Linked DNA regions of Macaca mulatta: region 1 is linked to region 2. The links are chromatin contacts, called in public Micro-C maps. All regions are on one chromosome and are shown on one strand. Each heading gives the region's core, a stretch centred on a gene start, on an enhancer-like site or on the middle of the called end of the contact. The rest is flanking DNA. Distances are from core to core; before and after follow the strand shown. Region 1 holds the start of ZNF397 (zinc finger protein 397). Region 2 holds the start of ZNF24 (zinc finger protein 24).

Region 1 (4,238 bases), core at 1,129-3,628, 120 kb after region 2:
AGGAGGGCTCACAGCAATTCATGAGGGGTGAATACAAAGCCGCTAAAGTGAGCACCTCTGGTTTAGAATAATAAAGGTGATGCTCACATGTGGCAAGTTTATCAAGTGCAATTAATTCTGCATTCTCAAAAACAGAAACCTAAGTGTCAAGAGTTTCCAGATGATTTCCTATTCCTCACCACTTTTAGGGGAAAGGCACGGTTTCCAGGATTTCAGCTGTGTCTTTAAGGGCTGGAGGTGGATGTTTGGTGACTCTTGGGATGCTCTGAGACATGTTAAATCCTTCCATGGCACTGCTGGTTCCTGTGGACTAGCTGGGACCTGAAATCAGGAAAATATGGTTAGCTTTGTGAGAAAATCCCTAGGAAAACTTGCTTAGTAAAAATCTCAAAGAAGTCAATGATGACATCTCCAGGGAGAAAAGAGCATTCAAGGGTATAGACAAGTATGGCTCTACTAGTCACTTCAGGTTAGGCTTCAGTAGAGACATAAAAATTTTTATCCTACTGTTATGATACCATTACATGCTCCAGGCTGTAAATTCCTTTTCCCACAACACATCACTTTTCTCTGTTCCCACCTGCTGCCCTGGGTCATCAAACTCCCTCTCCAAATCCTCCAACAGGGTCACAGCTTCCTCGCCGCTTTTTGGATTATGTTGCTGAACCCAGATCTGCAGCTCCTCAGGCAGAATGCTCAGGAACTGCTCCAGTACCAGCAGTTCTAAGATCTGCTCCTTTGTGTGCAACTCTGGCATTAGCCACTGATAGCAAAGTTCTTGGAGTTGGCTCAGAGCCTCCCGGGGCCCAGGTGTCTCCTGGTAGCAAAACTTTCTGAACTGCTGACGAAACAATTCTTGGCAGGATTGAGTACTCCCATTCTGCTTAAATTTCTCATCCCAGGAAAAGTTATCTTCTACTTTCACTAGTATTAGTTCTTGTTCTGGAGGATCCTGCGGTATCAGGGTTGAAATCGCTACAGATTCCACAGCCATTCTTGGCTGAAACAGCTTAGCAAAAAGCTCAGTACAACTGGGTTCAGTGCTTGAGAAGGAGTGTGAGTAATCTCTTCTTTCCTGAAGGATATAAAAGCAGTTAACTTACAGCAATCAATAAAATCTCTAAAAACTTGTAATAATAAAGATGAGTAACTTTAGTAATACATTGAAAGGGAGCAGATTTGGGGCTATCACTAAATAAAACAATGAGATGATAAACTAAAAATCATTAACCTCAATCAGTGTCTCCCATTATGAAGAATTCCTACCATTAATGTTAGAAAAAACTATTTTAGAAGCCAAAGAATGTGTATGCAACATTAACATCAATCACATAGTGAGAAAATTTCCAATTCTTTTAATTCTGATTGTATCAAGGAGAAAAATTTATCTCTAACATGTATATATTAATACAACTTGTAGAACTCTCTTTTAAATGAAATATAGGCTTCAGAATCAGACTTCCAAGGGTAAAAATATTTAGGCAGAATTTAGTAATACTGATTTTAAACGTTTATTTTTAGTTACTTTCTATCTAAAGTAAGTAATGTTGATTTTCATTTAAGGTAATAATAACTTTTTTTTTTAAGTTCACATTAAACATGAGTTGATGTAAATATTGGGTATTTGTCATTTGATCACATTTGGTGTTTACCAAATTACTTCAACAAACACTGAGGCACTTACTGAGCATTAGGTTAAGGTTTTTGCTTATGAATAAATGAGTCTACTGAGGAATTGACCAAGAACAAAGACGTATCTGTAAAATGCTTACCACGTGTTCAAAAACATAATAGGTACCACATACACAAAAGCAGCAAAAAGATCAGTATCAGTTCTGAAAAAGCCTAGAATATCCCAGGAGTAAAAATGTTCAAAAGCAAAATATGGTAACAAATAGTTATTGTATTAAATGTTGTGAAACAGACCAAACTTGACCTGATTTTAGGATGGCGAGATATCGATAGGAGTGTATGCCCTTAGTTTGTCAGGACAGATGAGTAAAATTCATTCCTCACACTACGATTAACGTTAGAGATTAATTAGCATATTTAGCCTACAAATTTAAGGTTTATTAACCAGTTAGGCTGCACTAACTCGCACTTCTATTTTTATATCCTTGGTTAAACCCGCAGCATTTGCCAAGTCACGGGGTCAGGGGAACTGCGTTTTCCTTTGGAAAGCAGGGTTTTGAGTGCTGGCCTCCTCTAAGTTCCCCAGTCGCTTGGAGACGCCGCGCGAGCCAAGGGGCCGGGACCTGGGGATGGGCAGGCCGAGCAGCGGGGCTCCTCCACTGTCCGGCCCGCGCTCCTAACCCCACCTCCCCCTTCCTAGGGGCCCAAATCCCTCACCGCGAAGCCCAGGAGCGGCCAGGGAATGAGCCGCCGACCCAGAGCGGCAAGCCACAAAGACCGGAAGTGCGCGTACGCAGTGTTCCGCTCTCGTGCGCGCCGGGTTCCCCGCCGCTCCGCCCCTTGCTCTCAGGTAGCCAATCAGAGCCGCGGGATCAACTGGTCCCACTGCCTTCTCCCGGCGGCCGCTAGCCCGGCGGAACCTCCAAGCCCAGGCGAGGGTGAGCTAGGAGTCGGGGTCATTGTGAGGGGCGGCACTCAGGGGCCCCGTAAGCCGCCTGGGCCGTCGCCACCCTGGCTTTCTCCCGGCGCCACCCACGATTGTTGGTGTCGAGTAATTCCCGAATCCCACTCCCAATTTTCTATTAAAATATTCAGATTTTCGGCCGGGCGCGGTGGCTCACGCCTGTAATCCCAGCACTTCGGGAGGCCAAGGCGGGCGGATCACGAGGTCAGGAGATCGAGACCATCCTGGCTAACACGGTGAAACCCCGTCTCTACTAAAAAATACAAAAAATTAGCCGCGCGTGCTGCTGGGCGCCTGCAGTCCCAGCTACTCGGGAGGCTGAGGCAGGAGAATGGAGTGAACCCGGGAGGCGTGGGAGGCGGAGCTTGCAGTGAGGTGAGATCGCGCCACTGCACTCCAGCCTGGGTGACAGAGGGAGACTCCCGTCTCAAAAAAAAAATTAAGATTTTCCTGTGATTCCAGTTCTTTTCCGAGATCTCTGACAAAAGTAAACGCAAATAGGCTGAACAAAAACTAACAGTCACTTATATTGCTCTTGCCTATGAGTATCACTGGAGCCTTACAACAGCTTTGTGCTGTGGCTATATAGTCCCCAATTTACAGCCGTAGACATTGTCCAAAGTCAGGCAACTTGTGACCAGGGACGCCCACGTCCCCATAGTTCAAGGAGACTGGTATCATAGACTCCAGGAGCCTATTTCAGGGTCTTCCCGTTCTTCAGTGGAAGTTGGTATTAAGTCTTACTGTTTAAATTTTTCTGTGGTTATTTAGTCGGCGAAAAATGATGCCTCATGTTTCAACTTTGTGAGCTTAAGATGGTCCCCCTTCATGTTTATTGACCATTTGTGGTTCTTCAGAGATGGCTTTTCCCATTTAAAAAATTAAGGGGGTAAGATTTTTCTTTTTTCTTTGTGAGAATTTTTTGCTTATTAAGGATAGCAACTCATTTGTTGCAAATTGTTTCCCATTTATTTGTATTTATTTTTAAAATGTTACATTTTACATGTTTAAATGTTACATATTTAAAATGTTATATTTTAAAAAGTACATAGGATAATAACAAAGCGATACATACACACATAGAAACAAATTCTCCTTTGTCAGCCAAGACTGTTAAAACACACATATTTGAGAAAAAATGTTCGTTACCATTCAAAGCTATTAGTGACTCACTAAATAATTCTTTATCATTGTGAAATGACTACAGCAATTTTACAAAGCAAAAAAAAATATTAATTTGCTTATAAATTATCAATTGCTTCATAATGAACCACTTTGAGACTTAGTGACTAAAAACAGCAGATGTTTTATTGCTCACAGGTCTGTTGCCAGGAATTCAGGCAGGGCTTAGCGGAGATGTCTAGTCTCTGCTTTATGAGGTGTCAGCTATCTTCACTTAACTGGGGTGGAAGGTCCAAGATGGCTTAACTCACATTACTGAAGTCTTGGTGCTGCCTCTTGGCTGAAGTTACTTGATTCTTCTCCACAAGGCCTCTCTCCATTCAGGAGTTTAGCCCAAGCTTTCTTACATGATGACTGGCTTCCAAAAGAGTGAAGGAGGAGGAAAGATGCTAATTCTCTTAAAGCCTGAGTCTGGAACTGGCATTATATTCTTCTGCAGTATTCCATGACAGAAGGACTA
Region 2 (4,631 bases), core at 2,006-4,505:
CAGCCTGAAAACTTCTTGCTGGCTTCCTCCATTTCAGGGTGCCTCCCTTCCCTCTCAGCACACCATCTCATTTAGGAACCCTTACAGGCATTCTGCTCTTCTCTAGTAGCGCTCTACACTGCCTTGTGAATACTTGTTTTTTTTCTGTTGTTGCTGTTTATTTCCTTAATAAGAGATGGTAATGTTAAAAGAAGGAATCAAGCTGGACATGGTGGCTCACACCTGTAATCCCAGCGTTTTAGGAGGCTGAGGCGGGAGGATCCCTACCAGAAGTTTGAGGCTGCAGCAAGCTGTGATTACGCCACTGCACTCCAGCCTGGGCAACAGAGTGAGACCCCATCTCTTTTAAAGGGAAAAACAAAGAAGGAATCATGACTTCATTTTATTAATCTCTATATTTCTGGTACCCAGGTAGTATCTGTCTGGTAGTTTTGTTTGTTTTACCATTAATTGATGAATCAGATGTTTGGTATCAAGACAAGGTTGAAAGATTTGGCTGGTAAAGAAATGAGCCCTTTTTGAATTTAGACATATTATTATTTACACAGACATTAAAAGCAAAAGCAAGTGCCAGCTCTCCATGAGCTGTTGTCTCAGATACCAAAATGATGACACCAAAACAGAAGGGGCTGGATGACTACAGCATACGTTGTGGACACGTTGTTGCTGAGGGGTCAATGCCATGCTGCAGCTAAGCCTTGTTATAACCTGTGGCTGTACTCTAAGTGGCTAAGGCAGAATGGCTCACTGGAACCCGGGAAGCAATGAGAAACTGCCTCATGACAGTCTCTTTGGAAGACAGAGAGCTGAGTGGGAAATGGCCTTGCAGGAGCTGCTTACAAGTCTCTCATTGCGCTCATCTTCTGGGAGGATACCAAGGTGTTCTGCCAAGATTCAGATCAGCTGTGGTTCAGGCATTGCCTATGTGGTCTATGTGGATATGTGCAAGATTGTCAGGCCCTGGTATGAAGCTGCCCCCTCCATTCAGGTTGTCCAGAGGAACATGATGTTTTATCTTGACTAGACCTTTAAGATGGCAACAAGGGCCACCATTCAGAAAAAATCCCAGAGGACCTCAGAAGGATGGTGTTTCAAAGCAGGTGTTATTAGCGTCTGCCTTCAAAAGAGTAACTTAGTGAGGAAAACCTCACTGTGGTTTCCATGTAGTATTTTAGAAGGAATTAGGAATAGAATGGAGGCCAGGTACGGTGGCTCACACCTGCAATCCTAGCAATTTAGGAGGCCAAGGCAGGAGGGTCACTTGTGCCCAGGAGTTGGAGAGCAGTCCAGGAAACATAGGAAGACCTCATCTCTGAAAAACAAACAAACAAACAAACAAATTAGCTGGGCATGGTGGAGCACACCCGTTGTTTAAGGACTTGTCAAAAGTGTAAGTCCAGCCTTCCACAAGCATTTCAAGATAAATTATTACGACATAAAATGGAGGCCTTTAATTAGGAGAGTGAAGTGGTTTGATTTGTAATTTTAAATAATCGCATCAGCACCAGTTTTATGGTATAAAATGCCCAGTTACTCAGGAGGCTGAGGTGGGAGGATCACCGAGTCCGGGAGGTCGAAGCCACAGTAAGCCAAAATTGCACCATTGCCCTACATCCTGGGTGACAGAAACAAACAGAATATAATCACAGGAAAAGGGTTTTGTAAAACTTTGCAACATTTTTAACTTCCCCAAGGTTTCGTTTGAGATTTTTGTTTTCCAACACTAATTAGATGTAAAAACTCATAAAACAAAAATGACTTCAGCTAGCCTTTATGAATCAGAAAAGAGGGAAAAGTTGGGAAGAGCAGCCAAGCTGCTTGGGGGCCGTATCCAAGTAGCAGAGTGAAAAGGCTGGATTTCTGAAGCTTCCTGCAATGAAGAGAGAAGTGTTAGCACGGGTTGTGAGAAAGGCTCTGGTCGGAGTGAAAAGCAATGGTATACCATCAGCTGCTGGCTCACTTGCTGTCTTCATGCACGAACCCAGCAGAGCCTGACGGCACTTTGCAGAGGGCATTTTCCCGAATGAGGCAAAAAGTCAAAGCCTGAGGAACTTGAAATGCTTATGTTAGGTTGGATCTACACTTTTGACCAGTCCTTAAACAACAGGGCTCCTTTGTGTGGTGTCTGATGCCAATCATGTGACCTAACTAAAGGCAGCAATGTAACCATCCCACAATTCATTTATTTATTCAACAAACATTTATTGTGTTCTCTATTTACCAGGCAGTCAGCTTCCTGGGTCTAGGCTGGGATGCTGTGGTGAACAAGACAGTCAAGGTCCCTGCCCTTAAGGGACTTAAAGGCAAAACAAAACAAAAAACAAGTAAATAAATGAGATCACTTCCATTAATAATAGTGCCATGAAGGGTCATGTGTCATGAAAGGCTGGCGGTGAGGCTGAGGATCTTGGGCCACACGGAGCTGAAGAGCTGAGGTGACTGGGGGCGCCAGGGTCTGGGGGTGCGGGCAGGCAACAGACCATGGGGGACTTACAAGACATTATAAGGAGTTTTTATGTCATAAATTATTATGGCATAAATTGGAGGGCTTTAAATAGGGGAGTGAAGTGGTCTGATTTGTAATAAATGATTGCGTCAGCAGCTGTTTTATGGTATAAAATGCCCAGCTTGAAGATGACCATGCATTCTACAAATTCACCGTGACATCGTTGCCAAAACCCTTAACCTGTCTCATCTAGTTTTCCTGACAAATAGGTCAGAATAAAGCTCCGTGACATAACTAGTGGGAGCCAAAGATTTGAATCACGTCTTGGTTTCAAATCTTGCTACCCACAAATGAGTTGTGAGCTCTTGTCAAGTTACTTACTGTATTTGTGCCTCAACTATCTCAGCTGTGCAATGGGGATAATGAAAGTTCCTACATCATTTATTTGTGAAAAAATAAATGACATGTAAAGCACGACGAGAGCGCCTGGCACAGTGTAGTAAGCTTTCACAAATACTCGCTTTTATTCCTTCTTGCAGGGAATTACTTAGAGGATCCACAAGATAATGCACGTGAAAGGGCTTGCGAAACTGTAAGGACTATCTTAATGGTAGAGTCCTCTACTTTTCTTTTAAACGGTCCAGAGGACGCTAGGCTGTTCGAGGCGCGAGGCCAAGCGCAGCCTCAATGCGGTCATTGTCGTGGGGCCGCCCCTCCCCCGCCCGGGGAGCTTCTCCATGGCAACGTGGGCTTTACCTCTCCCCGCCTCCTCAGGCCCGCAGACCGGAAGCAGCCCGTGCCGGGGGCTTCTGGGAAAAGGCTTGTGAACGGTGTTTCTGCGTCTGCCGTGGACAGCGAAGCTGCTGCGGTTCCTGAGCCAGAGGTTTGCGCCGGTGTGCGGGGAACGTTATGGGAGGGAGGGGGACACCGGGCTAGGGTCTGCGGACCTCTTAGCAGGAGCCGGCGGGGAAGCCTTCCCGGGACCTTCCTCAGCTTCCCGGGAGGCGCGGGGAACAGGCCGCGCTCTCCGCGCCTAGCAGTTGTGGGGCGGGGAGAGGTAGGCGGCAGGCTTGCTTGGGTCTTCGGCGTCTGCAGAGTGCTCTCTAACCCCCGGTGTCCTCCGAGACCCTCACCTTCCCCCTCCCCCACCGGCCGGTTTTGTTCTATTTCGAGGCCCTGGCGTCTCGCGGAGGGTTCTGGGAGTCGTGTTGGGAGGAGGTGGTATGGGGCGAGACTTGCGCGGGGCTGTTGGGATTTGTAGTCCCACCGGCCGCAGGCGGAAGTGCCGTGGTTCCGACGCTGTTGTCACAGGGTGGTCTTTGGTCATGTGAAATCCGCCGTCCTGAGTGCTGGGAAGAGGGGCTAGAGGACTGGCCGGGATCGGGGTACACAGCAGGTCTATGCAGCAGTAAGGTGGGCGATCACCTGGAACGAGGTGCTCTGACCAAACATTGTCGGGACCGTTGGCCTTCCCTCCATTTCCCACAAGCAGTATGCTCTACAGCATGAAAGGAAGAGAAATATATGTAGAAATAGTTGCACCGTTGATAAGCAGGGTCTTGGAATAGGAACAAATCAATGTTGGCTAGACCTTATTTATAAGGCCACCACACTCCAGGGTATTTAATTAAACCAGTATGTATTACTTGTCTGATAAGGCCTTTTCTGATTCCAGTCTTCATCTTGCTTGGGTTACGATAAGTTTTTTTAAGTTGTTGTTCATAGGCTGCATGGCTCATTGCTAGTATGTGTCGTAAACAACAGCACGGGCATGATAGTGCAAATAATAAAGGTCCAGAAACAGCATACAGTTTCCCTGAAGGTAGAACTGGGGAAACTGTGAGTCATCCAGTGTAAGGACAAGACACTGGACCACTGCAAGAAGTTAAGGTGCTAATGCGAGTGCCTTTTCTTAATAGAATTTTCTGTGATTAATGCCTATCATTATAAATATAAATGTACGTATGGTGTGGTGGAAGACTGAATATTTACGTATTATGTGCAAGATAATTTTTCAAAATATGTGATCTGTTTTTCACATATGATCTTTTCAATATTATGTGATCTGTTACTCAGCAAGTGAACATTTTTTCCACATATATTTTAAGTCCAAGGAGTTCTTAAATACCTTATTTTTTAAGTGGTAAAATTTTTTTAAGCACATAAAATAAAGCAAACCTTCGTT

Evidence for each region. Hi-C and Micro-C count contacts between places; a contact is called where the count stands out from the background.
Region 1: a Micro-C map of CD4 T cells shows a contact between it and region 2, with 8 times the contacts expected there. The contact joins the promoter of ZNF397 here to the promoter of ZNF24 in region 2. A contact is called at or near these places in 7 of 14 Hi-C or Micro-C datasets (CD4 T cells, blood, cortical neurons and 4 more).

The regions. Positions count from the first base shown.
Region 1 is chr18:57,242,236-57,246,473 of T2T-MMU8v2.0, forward strand. It overlaps ZNF397 (zinc finger protein 397), which reads right to left and starts at 2,379. Exons shown (of 4, transcript NM_001261310.1): 1 at 2,350-2,379; 2 at 581-1,075; 3 at 180-321. The coding sequence starts at 994. It overlaps LOC106994479, which reads left to right and starts at 2,356. Exons shown (of 4, transcript XM_077974936.1): 1 at 2,356-2,570. The coding sequence starts at 2,375.
Region 2 is chr18:57,125,911-57,130,541 of T2T-MMU8v2.0, forward strand. It overlaps ZNF24 (zinc finger protein 24), which reads left to right and starts at 3,256. Exons shown (of 4, transcript NM_001266015.1): 1 at 3,256-3,329. LOC106994480 (a long non-coding RNA gene) reads right to left here and starts at 2,038. Exons shown (of 2, transcript XR_003724482.2): 1 at 1,943-2,038; 2 at 1-1,312.